Regions from separate parts of the Danio rerio genome. Here region 1 is linked to region 2. The links are chromatin contacts, called in public Hi-C maps. All regions are on one chromosome and are shown on one strand. The core of a region is the stretch at or near the end of the contact, and the rest is flanking DNA. Distances in the headings are between cores, read along the strand shown.

Evidence for each region. A called contact is a pair of places that touch in the nucleus more often than the background predicts.
Region 1: a contact with region 2 is called in a Hi-C map of hematopoietic stem cells, with 2.3 times the contacts expected there. The contact joins the enhancer-like site here to the promoter of LOC557811 in region 2. A contact is called at or near these places in 4 of 18 Hi-C or Micro-C datasets (caudal fin, embryo, hematopoietic stem cells and 1 more).

What each region holds. Positions count from the first base shown.
Region 1 is chr1:11,861,689-11,868,227 of GRCz12tu, reverse strand. No RefSeq gene overlaps it. Among named protein-coding and RNA genes, the nearest start is that of cnpy3, 16 kb to the left of the region's middle. Within about 2 kb of position 3,602, at least 3 of the 62 cell types and tissues checked have an H3K27ac peak or open chromatin away from gene starts, as enhancers often do.
Region 2 is chr1:11,754,440-11,760,578 of GRCz12tu, reverse strand. It overlaps LOC557811 (FERM domain-containing protein 7), which reads left to right and starts at 2,518. Exons shown (of 12, transcript XM_068217950.2): 1 at 2,518-2,766. The coding sequence starts at 2,617. It also overlaps a transcript of dachb not described here.

The DNA.
Region 1 (6,539 bases), core at 2,353-4,852, 110 kb before region 2:
CAGCTACTCGACTGACTGTTTCGGGGCAAAAGTGTGCATTAGGGTAGATCCGCTTATGTTATCACACCAATCAGAGCCTCTTGAGGGTGTGCTTTTTAGAGTAATTAGGAAATTTGACAGTCGTTTTCATGTTAGCTGTATATTATGAAAAAATAAGATATATGAAAAAGAAATATGTGATTTTCTACAAGTAAAGTTTTAAATTTTAAAAAACAAAATTTTAGGCTTTAAAAAGTCAAAGATTTGCTGAAATATTGACTTGCCTGTCTTAAATCATTTTAAATGGATCTTAATTTTCCAGTATTCTTGTAAAGCTTCGCCAATCCGGCCAACAACTGTATACACAGACAGTCACCAACAATACATCTCATTAAAACTTTGAACAACTATAATCAACAATATGGGTCCTCACAATAACATTTGTAAGTTCTCCATGGATTTATAGACCATGTGTGGTGAGGACACTGACCTGGACAGACCGCTGTACATTTAATTTAGTTTTTAAAGCTTGTCAAAGAAAAGTAAAAAAAAAAATGTATGTATGGATGCGTGTTTTGACACATCATTTCAGTATTATTCAAATAATATTTTTTTTTTTAATGGGACAAGTAAAAAGCCATGTATCTGAAATTTTATTCAGAATGGTCTAAAAAAGTCTTACATTTGACAGTGAAACCTGAAGAAACCCCATAAAACATTCACAGAAACCCAGATTTATTTTCTTTTTCCAATAATATTGGTTTAAAACCATTTCGGCTATACTGAAAATCAAAGTAAATTGCTCTATAGCTCATTCAGTAGACATTACATCAGTATGATGAAAACAACTGCTAGTGTCCACTGTATATCTTTATGCTGGGCTCAATTTGAGGACTTCATCCTCATGACTAACCATGGAAAAACACTCTGGTCTGACAAATTAGCCTTGATGACACCTTTCTCTTTCTCCTTGCTGTCTGATTATCTCCCATTGGTCAGTTAAAAAAAAAAAAATGAGGCTTCATATTTTCTATACAGTTGGTAAAGAATGGGCTCTTTGCACATTTCATCACATAAACAGTAACAAGATTTTGCAACACAATAGCATAACAATGCAAAACTGTTTTTGTGAATGTGTTTAGATATACAAAAACAATAAATGATCTTTGCAGAATGTGCCAAACTGCCAGTGTTGGAATGATCAATGAAAAATCATACTTAAGTTTAAGTAGTTACTTGCCAAAAAATGTAGTGCAAGTAGAGTAAAAATACCTGTTGTAAATATTACTCATGAGTAAAAAGCAGCCCTTTCATAAGTACATTTACATTTACATTTAGTCATTTAGCAGACGCTTTTATCCAAAGCAACTTACAAATGAGGACAAGGAAGCAATTTACACAACTAAGAGCAACAATGAATAAGTGCTATAGGCAAGTTTCAGGTCTGTAAAGTCTAAGAAGGGAAGTATTAGTAGTATTAGTATTTTTTTATTATGTGATATTCAGAGAGGCAATTGCAGATTAGGAAGTGTAGTGGAGACTAAATAGTTGAGGTTTTAGTCGTTTCTTGAAAGTAGCGAGTGACTCTGCTGTTCTGATGCAGTTAGGGAGTTCATTCCACCAACTGGGCAGATTGAGCGTGAGCGTTCGCGAAAGTGATTTCTTCCCTCTTTGGGATGGAACCACGAGGCGACGTTCATTCACAGAACGCAAGTTTCTGGAGGGCACATAGATCTGCAGAAGTGAGAGCAGATAAGAAGGAGCAAGGCCAGAAGTCACTTTGTAGGCAAACATCAGAGCTTTGAATTTGATGCGAGCAGCAACTGGCAGCCAGTGCAAACGGACTAGCAGCGGAGTGACATGTGCTCGTTTAGGTTCATTAAAGACAACTCGTGCTGCTGCATTCTGGAGCAGTTGAAGAGGCTTGATAGAGTTAGCTGGAGCCCAGCTAGTAGAGAGTTGCAGTAATCCAGTTTGGAGAGAACAAGAGCTTGAACAAGGAGTTGAGCTGCATGTTCAGATGTACTCAAGAGTAGTGAGTATTACGCTGGAAAAGGCGGATGCATTTACATGTAATATGTGGATGTGTGTAAAGGTAACATTCTGTAGTGGATTTAGTTATTGCCCATCAGGTTCAATGTCATTAGACGTTAGTTTTAGGTTAGATTTAGTTTTGATTTCAGGTGACCAAAATTCAATGTCCAGTCAGCATCTAAGGACAATGTTATTTTGATGCCCAATAATGACGTGAAATTACGTTGATATTTTAGGGTGTGTTAGAAAGTGACCGTCGAGGCAACATCTTAAACCAACGTCATACTGACATCAAATACTGACATTAATTCCTTGAAAACCAAAATCAAACATCTGATAGGCGTCATAGTGGTAACGTCCACACAACGTCAAGCAGTAACATCATTAGACACTGAAATTTAGATGATTTTAGGTTTGACATTAATTTCGGCCTGACGTTGGATTCTGATGTCAACATGATTTTTATGTACAAACATAATTGAATGTCTCCATGACGTTGGGGTACAACATAAATCTGATGCATGTTGAAATCTTGTGTCTGCTGGATGTTTAAGGCCATTTCGGTCATCATACAGTAAACATTTGTCATCTTCTCATCAGTGACATGCATCAAAACAGTCTCTAGGTAAATGTGTGTAAAGATTTTAGACATCTTCTTGGACACTTAATGTTTCTAAACAGTTTGCTGCAATTATAAAGTGCCAATGTATTGAGGTAGTTCGTTATGATGCAATTAATCTTCTATGTGTAATTTGCTTGGACAGGAATCTCAGGACTGATTTGTCTGTTACCGCATAGACAAGAAAAAATAAAGTAGTGACTGCAAAGTGAAGGAATATAGTGGAGTAAAAGTACCGATTCAGCACTAAACATGTACTCAAGGGAAAATAAAAGTGCAAAATTTTGAAACTACTTAGTTAATTTCAATTTCTGAGGAAAACTACTCAATTACAGTAATTTGAGTATTTGAAATTTAGTAGGCTACGTACCACTGCAAACTGCTTAAGATCTTACAGAAAGAGAGATTTACGTATGAACAACAAAAAAAGGTTTAGGATATTTAGAATTTAGTTCCATGAATGGTGTTTACTCTAGTAGCAATTGTAGAAAAACTAAAGAAAAAAGAAGGAAATATCGATAGAAAATGTGTGGCTGTATTTAGACGTTATGTCGTCCTTCACCACAGAGGGGCGGTAAATGGCAAGAAAGACGAACAAATCATCACTATTTCAGAGATTAAGGTTCGTCAACTTCAAGTAGGCCTATATATTTAGATGTTGTAAGATCGTCAATTACATTAAAATATATGTATATTACTTTACAATTGGACTAAATTGTTTTAGAAATGTTGGTTTGAAAGGGTATGACGAGTAGCTTTAGTCGCTGGTTTGTTTTTGTTTGTTGAAGCAATACTACTTCAGTTACTTCTCACAAGTGAACAGAATTATTTGATGTTATTTGATAAAGTAACGTTTTAATCTTATTTTCTTAGAATGTTTGAGACAACAGCATGCTACAAGTCGCTCAAGCTCTTCAGGCAGATGCAAGTAATGTTGTGTTCTGAGGAAGCTTCAGTTCTGTCACCAGGCCTGTTTATCAGTAAGTGACCCTGCTGCTGCTGCAGTGCAGAAGGCTTTGTCCGCATTTCCACTTCTCAATGTCAAATTCCTCTTCTGTTATGTGTGAGCAATCTGTAGTATTTGCCCTTCAGTGTTGGAGCAAATGGCTATTCACTTGCACAAACACATCTCGATGAATAATTCACAAAAACAAACATCTTGGACCCGGGCTAAAACCTTTTTCATTGTGCTATCAGTAAAGCTGGGAGATTCTTCCTCCTGGCAGATGGAGAAAATCGAGAATTTGATTGTCCTCTAATCTCCGAGAATAAAAATGCAGTCTGGAATTGAAATATTGATCTTTTACATTGCAATCACCTGCTATATTACACGAGAGACAGTATGTGTGTGCTGGAATATGAAAATCTTCTCTGGGCCTTTGTTTTCTTTCTTTTTCAGTTTGTACAGTTTCTTTGACCATTTCCAGCTACGTGAAATTGCTCAGACTTTAGATTTGAGTGCACAAATGCCCACCTAATTAATCCTAGTTTGATTGTTTACCACATATCGAACCATAAATTATCTGTTAAACAGATTGTAGGATTTTATTTTTTTGTATTTAATTCATTTTATTAATTGTTTTTATTAATTTGAGGGTCTGTTTTGTACTATAATGATACAAAAAGTATACATTTTAATAAAAAGTAATATAACCTGAACACCAAATCAGAATACTAGAATGGTTTTTGTATAAATCATATTTTAAAATATATTAAAATAGACACGACTATAATAATACTTCACAATGTTACTGTTTAGTCTAAATAAATAAAACATTTTTGAGCACAGGACGTCTTGTGGAAAAACATTTTAAAAACCTTAACATTGATTTACTTATTATTTTTTAATAAACAGTCATTTACACCCACCGGCCACTTTATTAGGTACACCTTACTAATACAGGGTTGGACCCCCTTTTTGCTTTCAGAACGCCTTAATCCTTCGTGGCATAGATTCCACAAGGTACTGGAAATATTCCTCAGAGGTTTTGGTCTATTTTGACCTGATAGCATCACGCAGCTGTTGCAGATTTGTCGGCTGCACATCCATGGTTTGAATCTCCTGTTCCACCACATCCCAGTAGGTGCCCTACTGGATTGAGATCTGGTGACTTTGGAGGCCATTTGAGTACAGTGAACTCATTGTCATGTTCAAGATAATCAGTCTGAGATGGTTTGCGCTTTATGACAGTGCGTTATCCTGCTGGAAGCAGCCATCAGAATATGGGTTCACTGTGGTCATAAAGGGATGGACATGGTCAGCAACAATACTCAGGTAGGCTGTGGCATGTGCCAAAAAAATATCCCCCACACCATTACACCAACACCACCAGCCTGAACCGTTGATACAAGGGAGGATAGATCCATGCTTTCATATTGTTGACGCCAAATTCTGACCCGACCATTCGAATGTCGCAACAGAAATCGAGACTCATCAGACGAGGCAATCTTCCATTGTCCAACTTTGGTGAGTCTGTGTGAATTATAGCCTCAGTGTCCTGTTCTTAGCTGACAGGAGTGGCACCCAGTGTGGTCTTCTGCTGCCGTGGCCCATCCACCTCAAGGTTCGACATGTTGTGCATCCAGAGATGAAAATTAAGAGATGCTTCTGCAGACCTCGGTTGTAACGAGTGGTCATTTGAGTAACTGTTGTCTTTCTATCAGCTGGAACCAGTCTGGCCATTCTACTCTAAACTCTGGCATCAACAAGACATTTGCGCTCACATAACTCTCTCTCACTGGATATTTTTTATTTTTCGGACCATTCTCTGTAAACCCTTGAGATGGTTGTGCGTGAAAATCTCAGTAGATCAGCAGTTTCTGAAATACTCAGACCAGCCCGTCTGGCACCAACAACCATGTCACGTTTAATGTAACTTAAATCACATTTATTCCCCATTCTGATGCTCAGTTTGAACTGCAGCAGTTCGTCTTGACCATGTCAACATGCCTTAATGCATTGAGTTGCTGCCATGTGATTGGTTGATTAGAAATGTGCGTTAATGAGCAGTTGGACAGATGTACCTAATAAAGTGGCCAGTTAGTGCATAAAAAAAATAATTCCACATGTTGGAAGTCAAAAGAGTTGAAAATCGGTCACTTTAGATGAGGAAAAACATCCTCCGTTATCTTCAGATGTCAAGAGAAAAGTTGTTCACGAGTTCAATGACTTAATCGCAATTTAATAATTTCCCTTCAAAGCGTTTCCTCCCGTTTTATCCCATCATGCCCTAATATGGCTAATCTAGTTAAACAAACATTTTTCCTTGTCTTATTTAAGTGCTTTCCTCACAATGTGTATCTTTATTTGAAGGCTGTGGTGCATGAAATGGGTCTATAACTCACTGGAGACAAGAAGCTTCTTCAAATCGCATTAGAAAAATATCTAGGCTGCCGTTTTCAAGAGTAACAAAATAAACCCCTGCTTCTGTTTTGAGTGTTATGGGTAAATCGGTCAATCAGTGCCTCTGACTATCTATAGTCACCATCCTGAGAAAACAGCAGTGAGTCTCTATGCATCCTGGGAATAATCTGACATATCAGGCGCATTTCTGTTTATTGCTCTCGAGGGGTTGAAAAAGAGCCAAAGCTAGGCTCATAATTTTATAGAAAATAATGAATGCCCTGAAAGAAATTTACGTACTGGTAAAGCGGTACTGCAAAAGAGGTAAACAGAAAGATTTCAAAGTTGTAAATATGGATTATTGGAGTTTATACTATGGAACTGTTGCTTGATTCAGATAAATGCAGAAATAAAGCAGTTCAGTGCTTTCTTGACCGCATTTCACTTCCATATCACTGCACTAAATGATTGTGGTTAATCTGAGTCCATTCTCACCGGATGCATTTTTCCGTTTCAATGCACTACTTTTCTATTGTTTTAGTTTGTTAACATGCTTGCCAGACA
Region 2 (6,139 bases), core at 1,269-3,768:
TTTTATTTACAATCCCAAAGTGAACAACAACAACGAATTAATCAAAATTAAAGAAAAAGTAAGTAAAGCAAAAATATTCTATTTACAATATGTACAAACACTGAGACAAATAAAGACGGGAAAAACAAGAGAGCTGGCAGAAGGGACGCGGGCGGCGCTAAAGAAATGAAAAGAACAAAACCCAAACTAAATCTAACTTCCCAGAAGCATCTAGCTAACTAACTATGTGAAAAATAGTATAATTAACACACGAAGATCTTCCGGGTCCTAACTATCTACTCTATCTATCTATCCAAAAAGTACAAGGAGTGGCGCTCGCCCCTAACCTAGTGTACTAGACAGCAGAGCAGTCCTGAGTGTTGCGAAATGTATGTCACGTGACCTTCTTACCTGTCCGCTTCGTCCAAGCCTCGTAAACAACGATAAACTAAGAACAATGTACGAATAACGGACGGATAACGTGCACACAGAAACAAGCAACAACAAAACACAGTTAGACGGGGTAATTTCTAAACGCACGCGGTAAATACAAAAAAGCGACGAAACAGCGAAAGAGAAAAATGCAAGCAAGAAAGCAAGAACGAGCGAGTGGTCTGGCGCGCGCTTTTAACACGGGTGGTCTTTGCTCATTGGATGTGACGTAAGAATGACGTAACCGGGGAGGAATGACTGACAGCTGAATGGACCAATGAACAGAACCTGAGAATACATGAGAGCAGATACGGGAGAACAGAGCGAGAGAGAGAGAGAGAGAGAGAGAGAGAGAGAGAGGGAAAAAACACAGAGAAAACAGAGCACAAAAAACACAAATACATAACAGGAACAAGAATTAATATTGTGTATGACTCCCATGAGCTTGGAGGACTGCATCCATACATCTCTGCAATGACTCAAATAATATTAATAAAGAATGGCAAAGAAACCGTTCTTGCAGGACTCCAAGAGTTCACCAAGATTCTATGGATTCATCTTCAATGCCTCCTCCTTCATCCTACCCCAACATGATCAATAATGTTCATGCCTAGTGACTGGGCTGCCCAATCCTGGAGCACCTTGACCTTCTTTGCTTTCAGGAAATTTAATGTGGAGGCTGAAGTATGAGGAGAAGCGCTATCCTGCTGAAGAATTTGCCCTATACTATAGTTTGTGATGTAATGGGCAGCACAAATATCTTGATACCTCAGGCTGTTGATGTTGCCATCCACTCTGCAGATCTCTTGCACGCCCACATACTGAATGAAACCCCAAACCATGGTTTTTCCTTCACCAAACTTGACTGATTTCTATAAGAATCTTGGGTCCATGTGAGTTTCAATAGGTCTCCTGCAATATTTGTGATGATTATGATGTGGTTCAACAGATGATTCATAGAAAATGTCAAGTTATTATTTGTTGTTTACAACTGGGATCGACAACAAGATTTTTATCAGGCAGTGTATAAAGATGAGTGATATTTCAGGATCACAGTGCAACCCTTTGTCTTTGACCCTTAAACTTGGTCAGATATTTAATCAATATAATTGTATAAAGAAATAAAGTAAAATACTGAATACAAATAAAGGCTTTTAGACAATTCTTGCTTTTTTTGTGACAACTTGCATTAATTAATGTATGATAGCAGCTACTGGTGGTACTGTATCTTGTCAAAAAGTATATTGTTGTTGTCTTTAAGTAGAAGTATATGTACACTAAATGTACTAATTTAGCTGTTATACTGTAAAAGTGTGGGCTTGTGAAAGGCTGCACAATATATTGTTTCAGCATCGATATTGCAGTGTGCGCATCTGCAATAGTCACATTACAGGATCTGCAATGTCAAATTAAGATTATAACAGACTAGGAGCCACAGTTGATTGTGTTAGTGTTTTTAAGCTGTGTGATTGTGTAAGCATTTAAAGCATTCACACACAAGTAAATATAATGCATTTAAGTATATATACACACAATAAAAACTACAGTTATTTTACATTTTTTTACTCAATTTGTTTACCTAAATCTGTTGTTTTTTATTACTATACTATTTTTATCAATATTTTTGGTTGGTCTTTTATATTTAATGCAACACTCTACAAAATCATCATAATCAACTATGTAAATTCTTTCCAAATACAGCTATTCATTTCATCTAGTAGAATTATTTACAATATCACAATATGTATCACATAACAATAAAATATCGCAATGTCAGCTTTTCCAGTATAGTACAGCCCTAGTTTATGGGATTCAATAGGCACTTTTTAGTCAATTGTAAAGTTGTACAATGACTGTGGTCTACCTCTTTAGGCTATATAAACAATCCCACTTTCAAAAATAAGCTTTATTGTTTTATTATTTTTTTGTTTTGTTTTAGGTTTATATTATTAATTAAGCTTTATTACTTTGTGTGTGTGTGTGTGTGTGTGTGTGTGTGTGTGTGTGTGAGAGAGAGAGAGAGAGAGAGAGAGAGAGAGAGAGAGAGAGAGAGAGAGAGAGAGAGAGAGAGTAATATGTGTAAAACCAGAACATTAGCATTTCTCCAGATGTAGTATAGTTTTCAGGTTAAGGTGGTCGACAGATTTACCTCTCCGCCGGTGGAAACACACAGACTGGCAGGTGCTCGGAAAATCAAACAGGCCGATGATGATGATGATGATGATGGTGATGATTTGTGATGGAACAGCAGCAGCTGGTCGGCAGAGCTCAGCTTCAGCTCCTCTTACAGGTTCCGCTCCGCCGTATCAAAACAACAGATTACATTCACCTGCCGAGGAACACACCGCACAAAAGGTGAGGACGAAACAAACGGATCAGCTGCCTGTCCTATTTTGTGTGGTTGACGTCTTTTAATTAGTTTAATCTGTTTTCCACTGTCCACGCGCAGTTGTAAAAGGTATTTATAGACATGAAACTGTTCATTTACAGAAGGCTGTTTGCTTTACCTGTGGCTATGCTCATGAATACATTAGCAGAGGTCGCCCTCGTATGGTTGCTATGAGGAGTCGCAGTTACAGTTTTGTTCGACAGCCCATGTTCTTCCATTATGCGTCTAGTCTCGATTGTTTGGTAACGTGTCAGAAACAGAAATTATTTTCCTGTATTTTTAATGCTTCTAATATTACAGAATTAATCATGCACTGCTAGTTGTTATATTTTTACAAAAAATATTCCTCGTGATTGATTGATTGATTGATTGATTGATTGATTGATTGATTGATTGATTGATTGATTGATTGATTGATTGATTGATTGATTGATTGATTGATAAAAGTGTCTTATGAGGCACAAGCCCTACATGTTTTTTTTTTTTAAATACAAGAGGTTTGTTTTATTGTGCTGCTTTGTCTAAATTTGAACTTCTTAATAAATGTTTATAAATTATGCAGCCTACATGACTTTTAATCCACTTGTGCCCAGATTTCTTTTAATGGTTTAACGCATGTAGCCTTGTTAAAAGTGTTCTATATGAATTTGTTTTGCATTATTTTTTCCAGGTTTTTGATATTTGTATTTCAATATGCGGCAACTATGGTTGTCAATGGGCAAATATGCTGTAAGAACCGTTCAGTGTAAAATTTGAATAGGTGGAGCATTCTAGCATTCTAACAAAAAATGCTTTCAACCGATCAATTCATGTTTAAAATTAGAAAACTATTTGATATGAACCCTCCCAAAAATGATCTATCGTATAATTTGGTATGAAATATGGTATAAAAAGGTATGAAAAATATGAAAGGTATGAAAAATGAAATGCACACTAGTTTTCCCATCAGACCACTGTTTGTCAAAAAAATCTATGAAAAAAGTGTTATTTCCAAGTGGAAAAGGATAATTTTACTCTGACAATTTTGCTGTGCATTAATTTGTGTATAAAAAAATCTATTTTAAAGTAAAGATATCAGTTAAGAGCTTAAGTTGTATTTAGATTGGGTATTATGAAAGTAAAAATCATTAGCAAGCCAATAACTTTGATTTATACACGTATTCACACATTATTCCTTAATTCGCCATTATTTACTTATATATTTGTATTTGCCCACCGGCAACTATAATTGCCACTTGATCTTTTGACAAAGTATACAAACCACAGATCTCTTTTAAGATTTGTTTTGTTTGGATGAGCCTAGAGACCTTAATTATTATGTTGATATATATTTGTGAAGAAAAAAAAATAGTAACATAAAAATTGCCTTTATTTGGGAGGGTTTGCCTCCATTTTGCATCCTGGAATCAAGGGTAGGAAGCTGAAAGCCTCACATGACAGGAAGTATATCAATACCTTTTTTTTTTTCCAACCTTGAAATATTTTATTTGGTTGTTTGCTTGCATGTCATTGTGAAATTAAACATAAATAACATGCATAAAATTACCTATAAAAGGAAATTTTCAACAATGAACTTTGCCAACTATAGTTGCCGGTGGGCCTAAATGGGATAATATATACTTGATATGCTTGAGTAAATTTCATGGTGATCAAGACATAGGTCAAGTATAAGCTACAGTATTTTGGCTTGTTGTTTAAATACTTGATTATGTAGCCTAACATTTTTTTTCTCAAACTACATTTTAGAAAACTGTTTCAAAATTAAAATGCATATCACACTCAGAAATAAAGGCACAATAACTGTCACTGGGGTGGTATCTTTTCAAAAGATACACATTTGTAACTAACAAGTCCTTATTAATACCTCAAGGGTACTTATTAATACCTAAAAAGTACAAAAGTGTATCTCTAGAATATACCTTTGAGTTACCAATATGATCCATTTAAGTACAAATATGTACGTTTTGAAAAGGTACAACCCCAGTGACAGCTCTCATGCCTTGATTTCTGAGAGTGTAGAGAATTAAATACATATAATATTTAACAGTAAACTCAATAGTTAAATAGTAAAGTGCAAACAAATTGTTAAATTTACTTAAGTAAAAAATTACAAGTGCCTATTTATCCAGTATAAAACTACAAAACTAGTTTGCTGTGAGCATACAGTAGATTACTTCAAAGTGTACTTTCGAGAAGTGCCCTACAAATATTAAACTAGTAAGCTATAAGTATGTAAATAAGTTCGCTTAGGTGCAGTATAGATATACCTGTAGTCAGGGATGGACAGTATTTATACATATACTTCAAATCTGTATTTTAAATACAAAATAGTATTTTATAATTTGCATATGATAGAGTTGATTAAAATTGTTTAATATCTTGTATCAAAATACTTTAGTGTATTTTTATATTTTTAAAATACTGTAAAATACTTTGTAAGAAGTCTACATCATAAATGAGAGATTACATCATAAGAATGAGGCCTTTGATTGGTGCTTTCTCAGTTATTTGCCAAGGCTTGATCAGAACAGAAAATTGATTAATACTAAAAAAGTTGATCAATGCTTATAGTGTGGATGAAAATTATGTGTCACATATAGGGAAAGTAACAGACAAATAGCAGGGGTAGATTCGGGAGCAAGTCCAAATAAGAGGGGAAAATAAGACAAACAACTTAAGTCCTATAGGGGGAATACCTTCAAAACTTCATTGGCTATTTCAAATGCCAATATCTGATTTGCAGGAGCTTTATAGTTCATAACAAACTTTCGTTAATCAGTATGAGGCAAAAATATTTATTAATACCCCTTATTTAATAATATCTACAGACTGGTCAAAAACTCCAACTCAGGTATGGCAGCAAAAACAGATGGCTAATTTTTGTTTTTGAGACGCTTCATTTTGTGTATTAAAGAGTACAGTTGCAATAAATAAATAAATAAAACACATGATTTATGGAAATTACTAAAACTGGAGATTAAAGTAGTTTTAGAAATTATGATTTTACATCGAGTACTGAAGATTTCAATTGCAAAAAATTTTAAACATACTGTAAGACCTTTATGAGATGGTGGCACTTTTCACAATCAAGAGAAATATTCCAACTTCTTATCTGCATCAAATGGTTTTTACAGTGATTAAAGAGATAATCTTTGACACAGAATTTCTTTATTAGTTTTGTACAAATCTATGCATAAATCAAAGAGGAAAAAAAAGTACAAATTTTATGAATACCTCCTTATGTACAGTGGAGGTGAATGAGGTGCAGAAAAGCTGACTTAAACTTTCTCAGAGACAGGCTGTTGTTATCAGTCATTGTTGACTACACTAACTAGGTTA